Linked DNA regions of Sus scrofa: region 1 is linked to region 2. Evidence: chromatin contacts called from public HiChIP or PLAC-seq data. All regions are on one chromosome and are shown on one strand. The core of a region is the stretch at or near the end of the contact, and the rest is flanking DNA. Distances in the headings are between cores, read along the strand shown.

Region 1 (5,871 bases), core at 847-3,346, 260 kb after region 2:
CTACTAGACTTTTGAAGCAGCAGCAAAGAAGGAAAACATTAGTCAATAGAAACAGACCCAGAAATGACAGAGGTAATAGAATTATCAAATAAGGATCTTAAAACAGCTATTAAAGAAGTTCCCGTCATGGTACAGTGGAAAACAAATCCAACTAGGAACCATGAGGTTGCAGATTAGATCTCTGGCCTTGCTCAGTGGGTTAAGGATCCGGCATTACCATGAGCTGTGATGTAGGTCACAGACATGGCTCTGGCGCTGCTGTGGCTGTGGTGTAGACCATTGGCTCAAGTTTCGATTGGACCCCTAGCCTGAGAACCTCCAATATGCCGTGGGTGCAGCCCTAAAAGGACAAAAGAAAAAAAAAAAAAAAAACAGCTATTATATGACTTAAATCAGGCATTTAAAGCAGAGACGAGCAAACTTTTTTTGTAAAGGGCCAGATAGCAAATATATTCAGTTTTGTGCACCACATATGGTCTTTGTCGTATATTTTTAAGTTTTTAAAATAATCCTTTATAGTGTAAATCCTTCATAATGTAAAACCTCTCAGCTCACAGGTCAAACAAAAAAAGATTATCAGGTGGATTAGGTCCAGTTTACCAATCCTTGATTTACAAGAAATGTAAGCAAAATGTGGGGAAGAATGAAAGGTAAAAACAAAACAAACGAAACCTTCCAGAAATGCAAACTGCAGTACTGAAAGTGAAAATTTTACTGGATTACAGCATATTAGACAAAATCAGTAAAACTGACAATATAGCGATTAAAACTCTTGACTAAAGTTTGAGAAAAATTGGAAATTAAATGAACACAATTTTGGTGACCTATGAAACAACTTCAAGCAACTAGTTTTTGTATAGAGCCCCAGAAGCGAGAGGAGGATGATGGGACGTATTTAAAGAATTACTGTCTGGAGTTTTTCCAAATTTGACTTTTAAGAAACATCGATTCACATCATATGAAAAATACCAAAAATCAATGATAAAGACAAAGTTTAGAGGAAAAATGCATCCTACCTAAAGGAGGAAAAAAGACATAGTTCTGTAGACTTCTTACCAGAAATACAAGTCCGCAGACAGTAGAACTATACCTTCAAAGTGAAAAGAAGGCTCTCTTTTACCTCTTCACCAGTCTGCCTCTCAAGGAATATGGTAATAGTCCCATCACACCTTTCTATAAAAACTTAATTTATCTTACAAAAATAACTGAGGATTGCACTGCTGAGTAGCAAGGTCTTATTTTTCTAGTTGAAGTCTTCCTTTAGCATCCTTCCAGAAGTCATTTCTTTATTTTCTGTGTTCCCTTAATAAGTCACTTACACCAGTGTTGGTCAAACTTTACTGTGTGTATGAATCACCTGGAGCAGAATCTGAGTTCCTTAGTTTTACAAGCTCCCAAGTGTTGTCCATGTCGCTGGTCTGAGAGGATGGCACTGCTGAACAGCAAAGTCCTATTCTTCTAGTTGATGAGATGAAAAAAATATAACTATTTAAAGAAAGTGAGTTATTCTCACCTTTGTAATTACCATAGCACTTAATAGAGGGCTATGCAGCTAGTCGATACTGTCTAGAAAGACATAAATAGACATCCCCTTAGTCTGCTGCTTCCTAGTGAAACTCTGACTTCCCATTCGCTGACATCTATGGCTATGTATTTAATTTTTAACTCTTCAGGGAAAGTAAAACCTAGTTTCCAAGTGCTGGTACCAATGTTTAGCCCACTATTTTATGATAGCTACATTAGCCACGTATTATGAGAAATTTGTTATATCACAGTATCATTCTTAACCATCATTTATTTTCCTGGATTTTAAGATGTAGATTTACTCAAATTTCCCACAAACACTTTAAGTGCCTACGGTCTCTGGGGAAAAAAGAAAAAAAAAAAAAAAGCAGCACATGTGTGATTATATTTTAGTCCAAGGAGTAAGGTCATTCTAACTAAAAACAGAAAAGCATTCCTTCCAGACTCCTATAAACTTAATGGAGTCTCTCTATTTAAAAAGCTTCAGAGACCTTTTCTTCCCTTCCCCACCCCCACAGCCCGTGCTCCAAAGGCTCCTGGGTAGCACTGCCTAACTCCCCTGTATCCTGTCACATGACTGACAGCTCCGCTATCAGCACCTCAGTATTGTTTTGTACTGCAGGACTCAACATGTGTTTCCCCTTTAGAAAAATTACATCATGTCTCAGGAAGTCTCTTTTCTCCGACAAAACCAGCGGATATTCTCCATCAAGGCTTTGCAAATAAGAAAAGATAAATTAATCCTGCTGCAGTTGCTTAAGTGCATATACTAGCTATAGAGTCGTCGTCTACTCACAGTCCAGCCCCAAGATCAACGCACTCTGTCCCAAATGTCTTCCTCTCCAGTAAGATGAACAAGAACAGGATGAGAAGCTGATACTTTTTATACAAAGTACAATTATTTTCTATACTGGCCTTTGCCCCGAAGTGAGCCAGGTGATAGTTTGACTTCCACTCTGACAAATGCTTTTAACCTGTTGCCAAAAGAGTTGGGAACTGCAAAATCCTGAGAATTCTGTTTCGTTCCATGATGCCTTCTCCATTTTCTCAGAAGGCCAACAAAATCCCTCACATGCCTAGTTTGAAAGTAAAATTATCTGTGACCACATTCCTTACTTTCCAAAGTATATTTGCCCTTGTTTCTCAGTGTGTTTTAGCACTCCCATCTCTGTACATTATGCAAAAATTTCTCTTTCTAATCCCTTTTTTAAAGGATCAGATTTATGTCCAACTTCTAAGCCCTGCATATTCTAATGACTGTTGTTTGTCAGACAAACAAAATATTCAAAATATTTTATAACTGTCTTCACTTCATAGATCAGAAACCTAGAGCCCAGAAAAGTTAAGTGACTTCCCCCAGTCCACATTGTTAGCTGTGGGTTCAAAGGATATGGCAAACACCAGCTTTGTCAGAGAGTGACCCAAGCCCAGACACTGCCATGCCCATGGCAGTGATAATCAGCTGCCAAACCAAAGTTTCGAATAAGTTACGATGCCTTAGCATACTGGTAAGAACATGAGAGTAGCATCAAGATTCAGGTTCTAGCTTATTTCCTAATGCATTAAATAAGGTTAGTATTTTTTAAACATTGTTACTCAAGAGTCCTGGGGTTCTAAGAAATGACCAACCAGTCTGAGGGGAGTCAAGGGAGGGAAAGTTGGCTCTGTTCCAGAGTTAGCCAGATCATCAAAGGTTCAAGCTGTTTTATACACCAAAGTTCTACTTATTTTGCTTCAAAAAAATTTAATTAAAAAAAAATCAGCAACGAGTTAACTGAATTATCTAATTCTTTTCCATCATTATGAGCTACAAGTCTGTTTCTTCTCAGAGCTGCTCAATTTCCAACAGATGGATGAGCATGGTTGATCCTAGAGTCTTGCTATTTTAAATATCATCATTTATCAGAAAAACTGGCATCTCCTGGAAGCTTCCAAATAGTGCAGGATCTCAGACTCCCCCCCAGAACTTCTGAATCAGAATATGAACTTTTCCGTGATCTCCAGGTGACTTGATGGACATAAAGTTTAATTATCACTGATCCAGAATATAGTGGCATCTTTGTCAACATACGTCATTGAACTCCATTCACATTCTCCTCTCTGGTTTGTAACAAAAAGTTTAGGCTGGTTGGTCACTCCTGTCTGCCCCACCTCTCCGTAGCTCTGGGAAAAAGTAGAGTTAGGATATGGGCAAAATTGGCAAATACAAACTTAAATGTTGCCATTACCATCTGCCGACTTATCCTTACAAAGGTCCCCCAATACCCATGACAATTTACAATGTCAGGGATATTGACAGCAGTTCTTCTCCCATAGAGAGCAGGGGCCCCTTTGATGAGATCATCTTTCCAATCCAGTCCAATGCTGAGACTCACTAATTCTATAATACAGATATTCATAACAAAAACTCTCAGATCCTTTACACACTGCCCAGGCTTGTCCATGTGTTATTAAAGTTGGGCTGAGTAATAAATGCTATAAATGTCCTACAAGACAGCACTCACACCCAGTGAGCATGACATCCCATAATAGCCCTATTTGGCTTGTTACCCTGGCGCCTCTCTCCACCCTGATCTCTGGAAACCAGAGAAATGCAAACACCAGAATGTCAATCCAAAGGCATAGACATGAGTGTAAGATGCTTTGCTTGGAGAGTTTTCATAAGATCATATTTCTGGCCAGATTCCTGTTACTTCTGAGTTGTAGTCAGGAGGTGATTTTTTCATTAGCATTTCTCTTCCCAGAAGGAAAACATTATCCCCCAGCTAAAATTCAAGTGAACTAAATCACTTCCAACCTCAGCATCATTTCAGGCTTGGTGTCATTTGTGGATTCAAGATCAAGTCCTGTTTAATCTACTCAAGTTCCACTCCTAATAGGAAAAATGCCAAGAAACAAAAAAAGACGCATCCCATTTTCAGAGGCAATCACCTTCTATGTTTTAGATTGATCATAAAGCAGTTCAATTCATCAACTTCTTACAGAGTCAGCTTTCTAGCCAAGTCAAATAGGACTGCCTTCATTCTCTCAAATATTTCTTGAGTGTCTATCAAGTGCCAAGGCCAGGCAACAGGGGCTAGCCACCATGGGCAGAGGGGACTTTTTTTTTTTTTTTTTTTTTAAATCAAGAAACTCACAGCTTGCCTATAACAACAAAAATGTGGAAAGCTATTTAATTATATAGTCAATACCTTAATGATAGCTTGAACAATATAAGAATATTATTGCTGATAAAAGAGTCAGCAATAAGGATTCAAATATGGGTAAGACCCCATGCCTGCTTTCAAGGAGATTTTAATCTAGGTGGTGGGAAAATAAAACACATCCTAGCACTAGTAGGCAATGCCTGCTGAGTACCACATTATCCAAAGCACATCCCACTAAATGTTGATGGTACACTGACTACAATATCTATGCAGCAGTTGAGAGTACTCATGGGGTGGGCGGGGGCTATGGTGAACTTGGCAGGACGGAGGAATGGCTTTAAGCAGACTATAAAAATGGGAAGAGGAGTTCCCGTCGTGGCGCAGTGGTTAACGAATCCGTCTAGGAACCATGAGGTTGCGGGTTCAGTCCCTGGCCTTGCTCAGTGGGTTAACGATCCGGCGTTGCCGTGAGCTGTGGTGTAGGTTGCAGACTCGGCTCGGATCCCGCGTTGCTGTGGCTCTGGCGTAGGCTGGCGGCTACAGCTCCGATTCGACCCCTATCCTGGGAACCTCCATATGCCATGAGAGCGGCCCAAGAAAATGCCAAGAAGACAAAAAGAAAAAAAAAAAAAAGGGGAAGAACTTCTGTTGCATCAAATAAGAAGGGGGAGGTCTGAGCAGAGGGACTAGTATAAAGAAAAGTATGTAGGTAGGAAAGCAACTCATCTCGCCACCCTAGAGCAACAACGAAGCTTTCAGTCTGCTGGGAACAGAGGTTTTACACACAAGAATGTGTTCAGCTGACAAACTTGGAAACAGTGAACCCAGAATATGGAGCCCTGAATTGCATATATAGAAATGTGGATTTTATTCCATAACCAATGAAGAGCTCATATGCATTTCTGAGCAGCTGAATGAAAGAAAATCCGTAGGAAAATTCAACTTTTGGTGGTTTGTGGGATAAACTGGAATAGGAAGGTACTATGGAAAGAGGGGAAATTTTGAGAGTAATTGCTATGAACAGAGTCCCATGCTTATATTTAACCATTATTAATAAGCAGTGCTTGTATGGGGGTGGGGAGTATCCATGAAAGGGAATCCAGGGTTAATGGCGTCATTATTTCTGAGGAGTGTTCCTTGTACACAGTACAGTGGAGGATCCTGGACTTAAATGAAGAAAGTGACCTAAACCTGGTGTCTT
Region 2 (5,762 bases), core at 3,032-5,531:
ACCTGGCAGTAACGTGTGTCTGCGACTCTCTCCTTTGTGCATCTGCCTGTCAAAAGGAATGAAAAGACTATGTTTCAATCAAAACCAACCCCTTCGTTTATGGCCTAGCCCCATCCTCACTCACCAACTCAAGAATCTCCTATCATTCTTACCTTGTTCTCTTATATCACCACATTTACAAATTTTCCCTCTCTTTTGGTCATTTTTCATCACCATGGAAATATGCTACAAGATCGTCACCTTGAAAAATGGAGATAATAAAAAAAAAAGTCCTTCACAGATCCAAGGCAGATGTTAAGCTGCAACACACAGGTACTACCGCAATTATTAAAATACTGAAGCAATTCTGGACTTGCTAAGAAGCACCCTCTACCCTGAGCTTCCCAAGTACCCTTTCCTTTTAGTTTTCCAACACAACCTCTCCCCTTGGACCTCCTGGACACTGCACAATCCAGCAACCAAAGGGTTAAAGTCTGGATCAGTGGGTCCTCCAAGACTCTGCTCCAGATCTACAGCCAGCACCCAATCTGTTTCATCAGTGCCTGGGTCTCATTTATTCACACCATGCCTGCTTCAACCCTATGCTTTCTTCAAGTCATTCTCCCCTCTCCCTCATTTGTTTCCTCCTTCTCAGAGCAAAGACGTCTATTCTTTCTGTCTCTATTTCTCTTCCTCTTTTATTTTGAACACGTTCCAACCAGGTCATCTTTCCAGTCTTTTCAGCATCATAGCTTTTGGCAAGGTTATCCATGAACCCTCATTTTGCCAGATCCAAAGGTCAATTCACAGTCTTCATTTTATTTAGCTTATTATCTGCATTTGACACAGGTACCCACTTCCTCTCCTTAAAGCACCTTACTCTTTTACTGCCCTTCTTGTTTTTGATGCATCAATCTCTCTTGGAACTCTCCTCCTTCCCATCAGTCTGCCTTCTGCTCTCCTTTCTGGTTCCTTCTCATCTTCTTGACCTCTATACTCTAATGTGCTCTAGGACTCAGTCTTGGAGCTTCACCTTTTCTCTCTCCATTAAGTTTCTGGTGATCTCTCTTTTTCTGTTGACACTGAATACCATCTATATGCTGATGACTGTGAAACTGCGATGTCCTGCTTCAACATCTCCCCCGAAGTCTAGATTCAAACACCCAACTATCAATACTGCATCTTCATTAGGGTATCTAATACCCATTCCAATTTCAAGTCTTATAAAGTTGTGTCCTTGATCTTCCTCTCAAAAAAATAGTCCCACTGGCTCCTACTCCTCTTCATCTCAGTAATCAGAAACATCTTCCTTCCCATCAATCAATCCGTAATTCTTGGACTCAGGCTTGAGTTCTTTTGCTCACTCCACACTATAATCCTCCAGCAAATTCTATAGTTGTACCTTCAAATCAGAGTCAGAATCTGACCATGTATTACAACTTCCTACCATTCAAGACCAAATCACTATGTTTCCCCTTTATTATTGCAAGGACCACCTCAAGCGCTCCTGCCTTTACACCCCGCCCCCTGTAACATCTTTTCTCTACAGAGAGGTGGAATAAGTCTCTGCAAATACTGTCTATGATTCTCCTCTGCTCAAAATTTTCAAATGGCATGTACCTCCTCCAGAATAAAGTCCAAAGTCTATATGCACTATTCCTAGACACTGAAAGGCATAGTTCACTATAACATGGGTTTTTCCCTCAAGGAGCCCATGGTTGATCAGCTAGGGTCCGGCTTCACTCTACTGTGTGACCACACTGCAAATATGGTTTTTATATCACAGGTAAGAATGGGCAAAGATACGAATGATTTATATGCAAATCTAAAACGAAACAATTCGTGTACAACTTAAATCTTATTGGTCAGTTATGATCATTAACTTTGAGGGGAGCATATTCTTCAATGTGCATTGAAATGATTTCATTTTTGTCTCTACTAACTTCAAAAGCTGTCATTAAATGATATCCAATTTCCAGTGTCCATAGTGAACACTCAAAACTTGTTTATTCATTGAATAAACACTTAGGAAATGAAGTTACTTCTTGCCTGTGATAATGAGAACCATGAGTTGAATATCTATTGTGTAAAGTATGGCATTTTTTATAGTTAAATTACAATTTTATGTCAAAAACTTTATGTCCTCTATTTTAAAGGGGAAGACATAGTTTTGTGGCTCAGAAAGGTTGAATACCTTTCTCAAGGTATCATAATAAGTGGGAGAGTTCCTATTTGAACAATGGGTCAGTGTGGCTTCAATGCCTATGCGTCTGCCATAGCCGTATCATAATGACTCACTGTACGTCTATGACACTTAACACTGTAATGGTCTCATCATGTCCACAAACCTCCAAAGGTCACTGAAAAGTGAGAGACAGACACTCCCGTCCTTACACTACGAGTGGACATGCTAATTCCAAAGAAGGTCAAGGTCAAGCAAGGAGATAAAGAACCCATTCGTCTGCTCCCTTCTCCCAGTGTGTCTTCACTGGTGTCTTATGCTATCTTACTGAATTTTTCTTGGCTAAGTGAAGTGGACCCATTTAGCTTTTGAGTTCAAAAATAGATTCCCTAGAACTATAATCCCATAATTTTTATAGGTTATTATTCACCTTTCTCATGTACTCAGCTTTAAAATGCCTAGGTACATGAAACTGTTTTCTAAGGCTTCTCTCAAGCCCATAGGAAGCTGAGTCCAATTTATCAATCCTCTAATGTTTGTTTGCCATGTGAAAAAACTCCAAATAAATTCCAAGTTCGTGCACATGAACTTGCCTATTCTAACATAATCCAATAAAGAATCATACTCTGAAAATTCCTATTGTGGTTTAGTAATAATGAGCCTGACTAGCATCCATGAGGATGCAGGTTTGATCCCTGGCCTTGCTCAGTGGGTTAAGGATCTGGCATTGCCATGAGCTGTGGTGCAGGCTGCAGAGGCAGCTCGGACCCTGAGTTGCTGTGGCCACAGCATAGGCTGGTAGCTTTAGCTCCAATTCAACCCCTCACCAGGGAACTTCCATATGCCACAGGTGCAGCCCTAAAAAACAAACAAACAAACAAACAAACAAAAAACCCAAAAACGAAACCAAACAAAACCAAACAAGCTAAAAACATACTCATTGTGACAAAAATACCCTAGACTGAGAATCAAACTTCTATTAACTAGCAATGACTTACCCCTATTTACACCCAAAATGCCCCCCCCCCATCAGCAGCCTGTGTGTTGAATGATTTTTCTATGCTGAAGGGGAAAAGCCAAAGAGGAGAATCCTGTCAAGGAAACACAACAGTAGAACGACAGTGTGTGGCTTCTGCCAAAAGAAGATTGAGTTACAAAGCCAGGTAAACATGAAGCCCCAGCTGGCTAAGTGATTTGAGAATGAGTTTCGTTATTAGGAAAAGTGTAGCTTTATTTCAATTTGCCAGGGAAGAAAACAATAATTCATACAAAGCTCTGCGAAGGGGGTCAACTCCTTGGAACAAATAAACAAATGAATGGCCTTTCAGACTTTCAACAAGTCTGCCTGCTGTCTTTAAGGTGCTATTGTCAGTATTACAGGGGAAATCCTTTGTGAAATGCACCATTGTACTTACAGGTTCTATGTTACAAAGCCACTCTCAACTCTGCTCCCAGACACCTTCAGCACTTATACATCTGTGCATCCTGCTGGAGGACAACCACCCTAGGGAAATTAGGGTTAGAGAAATAATAGCCAGGTAACCATCTTTGCAGTGCAGTCCACACAAAGAACTTAAATGCATGTAAACACACAATGGAGACAGGCCAACCTCATTGAAGTGAGTTTAGGCTGCTTAGAAGAAATATTTTGAGACAAAGACAAGTCTAGTGTTTGCAAATGATGTAACTCCAGCAGATGGTCCAGGAGGCCAAATAAATGCATTTTTCAAAAAGCAGGTGAATTCTGGTTTGGTTTACAAAAATGAATTCTCTAGCTGATTTTTCACAAGTCAATCCACCTTCTTAAGATGAGGTGTACCCTGGAGCTACAACAGATGTTATCACGTGTGTGTCGCTCATTTGCCTTCTTGTATTTCCCAACTGTGGGATTCACAACTGCAGAATTAGAGCTATTTTCTTTTTTCCCTAAGCCTTCTTATCCTCTAGCATTTTATCAGTGCTGGGTATTGAAAAGACTCTTGTAGAAAGCCCAATCAATGGCCTTGCGAATGGGAACACTTCTGCAGACTAGAAAAAGGCTACCATGACACCAGGGACCAAGGGCACGGACATGTTGGGGACCTAAAAACTCACATGACCCAGAGTCAGAAAGGACTTGGGTAGGATCCTCTCAGCTCCTCCGTGAGGGCTGTAGGGCTCTCAGAGGAAAGTTTGAGGACTGCTGACCTTGCCTACCTCTTTTCTCAAAAAGAGAATGAAGACCACAAAAGACAAATCATCTATCCAAAAACATATAACAGGTTATCGCTGAGTGGGAACTAGTTTCCTGATTCCCAAGACAGCCCTTTTTCTCATACCAGATGCCTCTCAATTTCAGGGCTGACTGCAGTCTCCCTACAGCAAAGTGTCTCCTCTATTTCAGGCAAGCAGAGCAGGCCAGTTTGGGGCTGAGCCACCAAAGGCCATTTGTCAGTGCCAGTCTCCCACCAGGCCATGCCAACCCTGGCATCTGGTCCTGGTCGCTAATGGACCAGGTTGCTACTTATGCTCTTGTAATTAAAGATCTGACATATATAAACAAATGGTAACTTAAGCACTACATCGTTAGTGAGCAGAGGTTAAACGTGGATGAGTACTGACTCACAAGGTAAGAAGGAGCCAGTTTACAAATTTCCAGTCTTGTTTGTCTCTAGTGACAGGTACATAAATATTGCAATTGCTACAAAGAGCCTATTATAACTCTTAACCAAAAATATTCCTCAACTCTCTGGCAAGTTTAACAAAATTTATACTATCCCACACTGGTTAGGTGGGATGGTTTGCAGGCCACTGGCTTGGAGTTATTTTCCAGTTTGAGTCAGGACTTCGTTATTCAGGGAACATGCCAGTGTCAGCACGGTGGCAGTGGGGAGCTCCTTGGTGGCTCTTTGTAAAATACCAGGATAACCTATTGGCTCAGACTCTAAATAAGTCTCTTCCTGGGACAGACCCCATTCCCAAGAGGCCTCATCAAGACAAGATCTAAAAACTCAAAACACCAGCAGCATAATCTGGAACATGCACGGTTTTATTTGTGCAAGCTGGTTGTGGCCACGTTGCTGCCCTAACAATTGTTTCCCTCCTTGTGAAATAATCTGGAGACATGCTGCTCAAACTGAGGTCAAGTGTGTCAGCACCACCTGGGAGCTTTGTTAAACTGGTGGAATCCCAAATGCCACCCCTTTGCCTGTGAATGAGAATCTGCACTTTAGCGAGATCCCCAGGTGATTGTGTGCACATGAGATCTGGGAAGCACCGACCTCGAGATTAAGACTGTGACTCTCTGGTTTCTCCATTAGCTCTGTCTGTAAAGTTTCAGTTAGGAGACCACCTTGGGTTCCTCGGGCACTTAAATGGAGAAGGAAAGGACCCCAATAAAATCCAATACTTCCTTGAAATGTGTTTTTTTTTTTTTTTTTCCTCACTCCAGGAAGTTGATCACAAGCCATTTTTTTCTGGAACAGAGTATGCTCTGGATCATCACTAAGAATGTGGAGGAAGACGCATCATGGACTGTGATAACCAATCATAAACATATCTGGCATTAAAGTACCTCTCCTTCAGTCCCAGACATCCAGTTGGCCACCAAGGCCTTCTGACA

Evidence for each region. HiChIP or PLAC-seq counts read pairs in DNA pulled down with a chosen protein or histone mark.
Region 1: an H3K27ac HiChIP or PLAC-seq map of skeletal muscle shows a contact between it and region 2, with 3 times the contacts expected there. The contact joins two enhancer-like sites. A contact is called at or near these places in 2 of 47 Hi-C or Micro-C datasets (embryonic fibroblasts and epiblast stem cells) and 1 of 2 datasets of contacts at active chromatin or transcription factors (skeletal muscle).

Annotation. Positions count from the first base shown.
Region 1 is chr9:49,492,620-49,498,490 of Sscrofa11.1, forward strand. All of the region lies in intron 1 of LOC102164776, which reads right to left. Among named protein-coding and RNA genes, the nearest start is that of UBASH3B, 140 kb to the right of the region's middle. Within about 2 kb of position 2,097, at least 8 of the 83 cell types and tissues checked have an H3K27ac peak or open chromatin away from gene starts, as enhancers often do. A contact at or near this core is called in skeletal muscle, where this site is marked.
Region 2 is chr9:49,233,495-49,239,256 of Sscrofa11.1, forward strand. All of the region lies in intron 2 of LOC102164776, which reads right to left. Among named protein-coding and RNA genes, the nearest start is that of MIR100, 78 kb to the left of the region's middle. Within about 2 kb of position 4,282, at least 1 of the 83 cell types and tissues checked has an H3K27ac peak or open chromatin away from gene starts, as enhancers often do. A contact at or near this core is called in skeletal muscle, where this site is marked.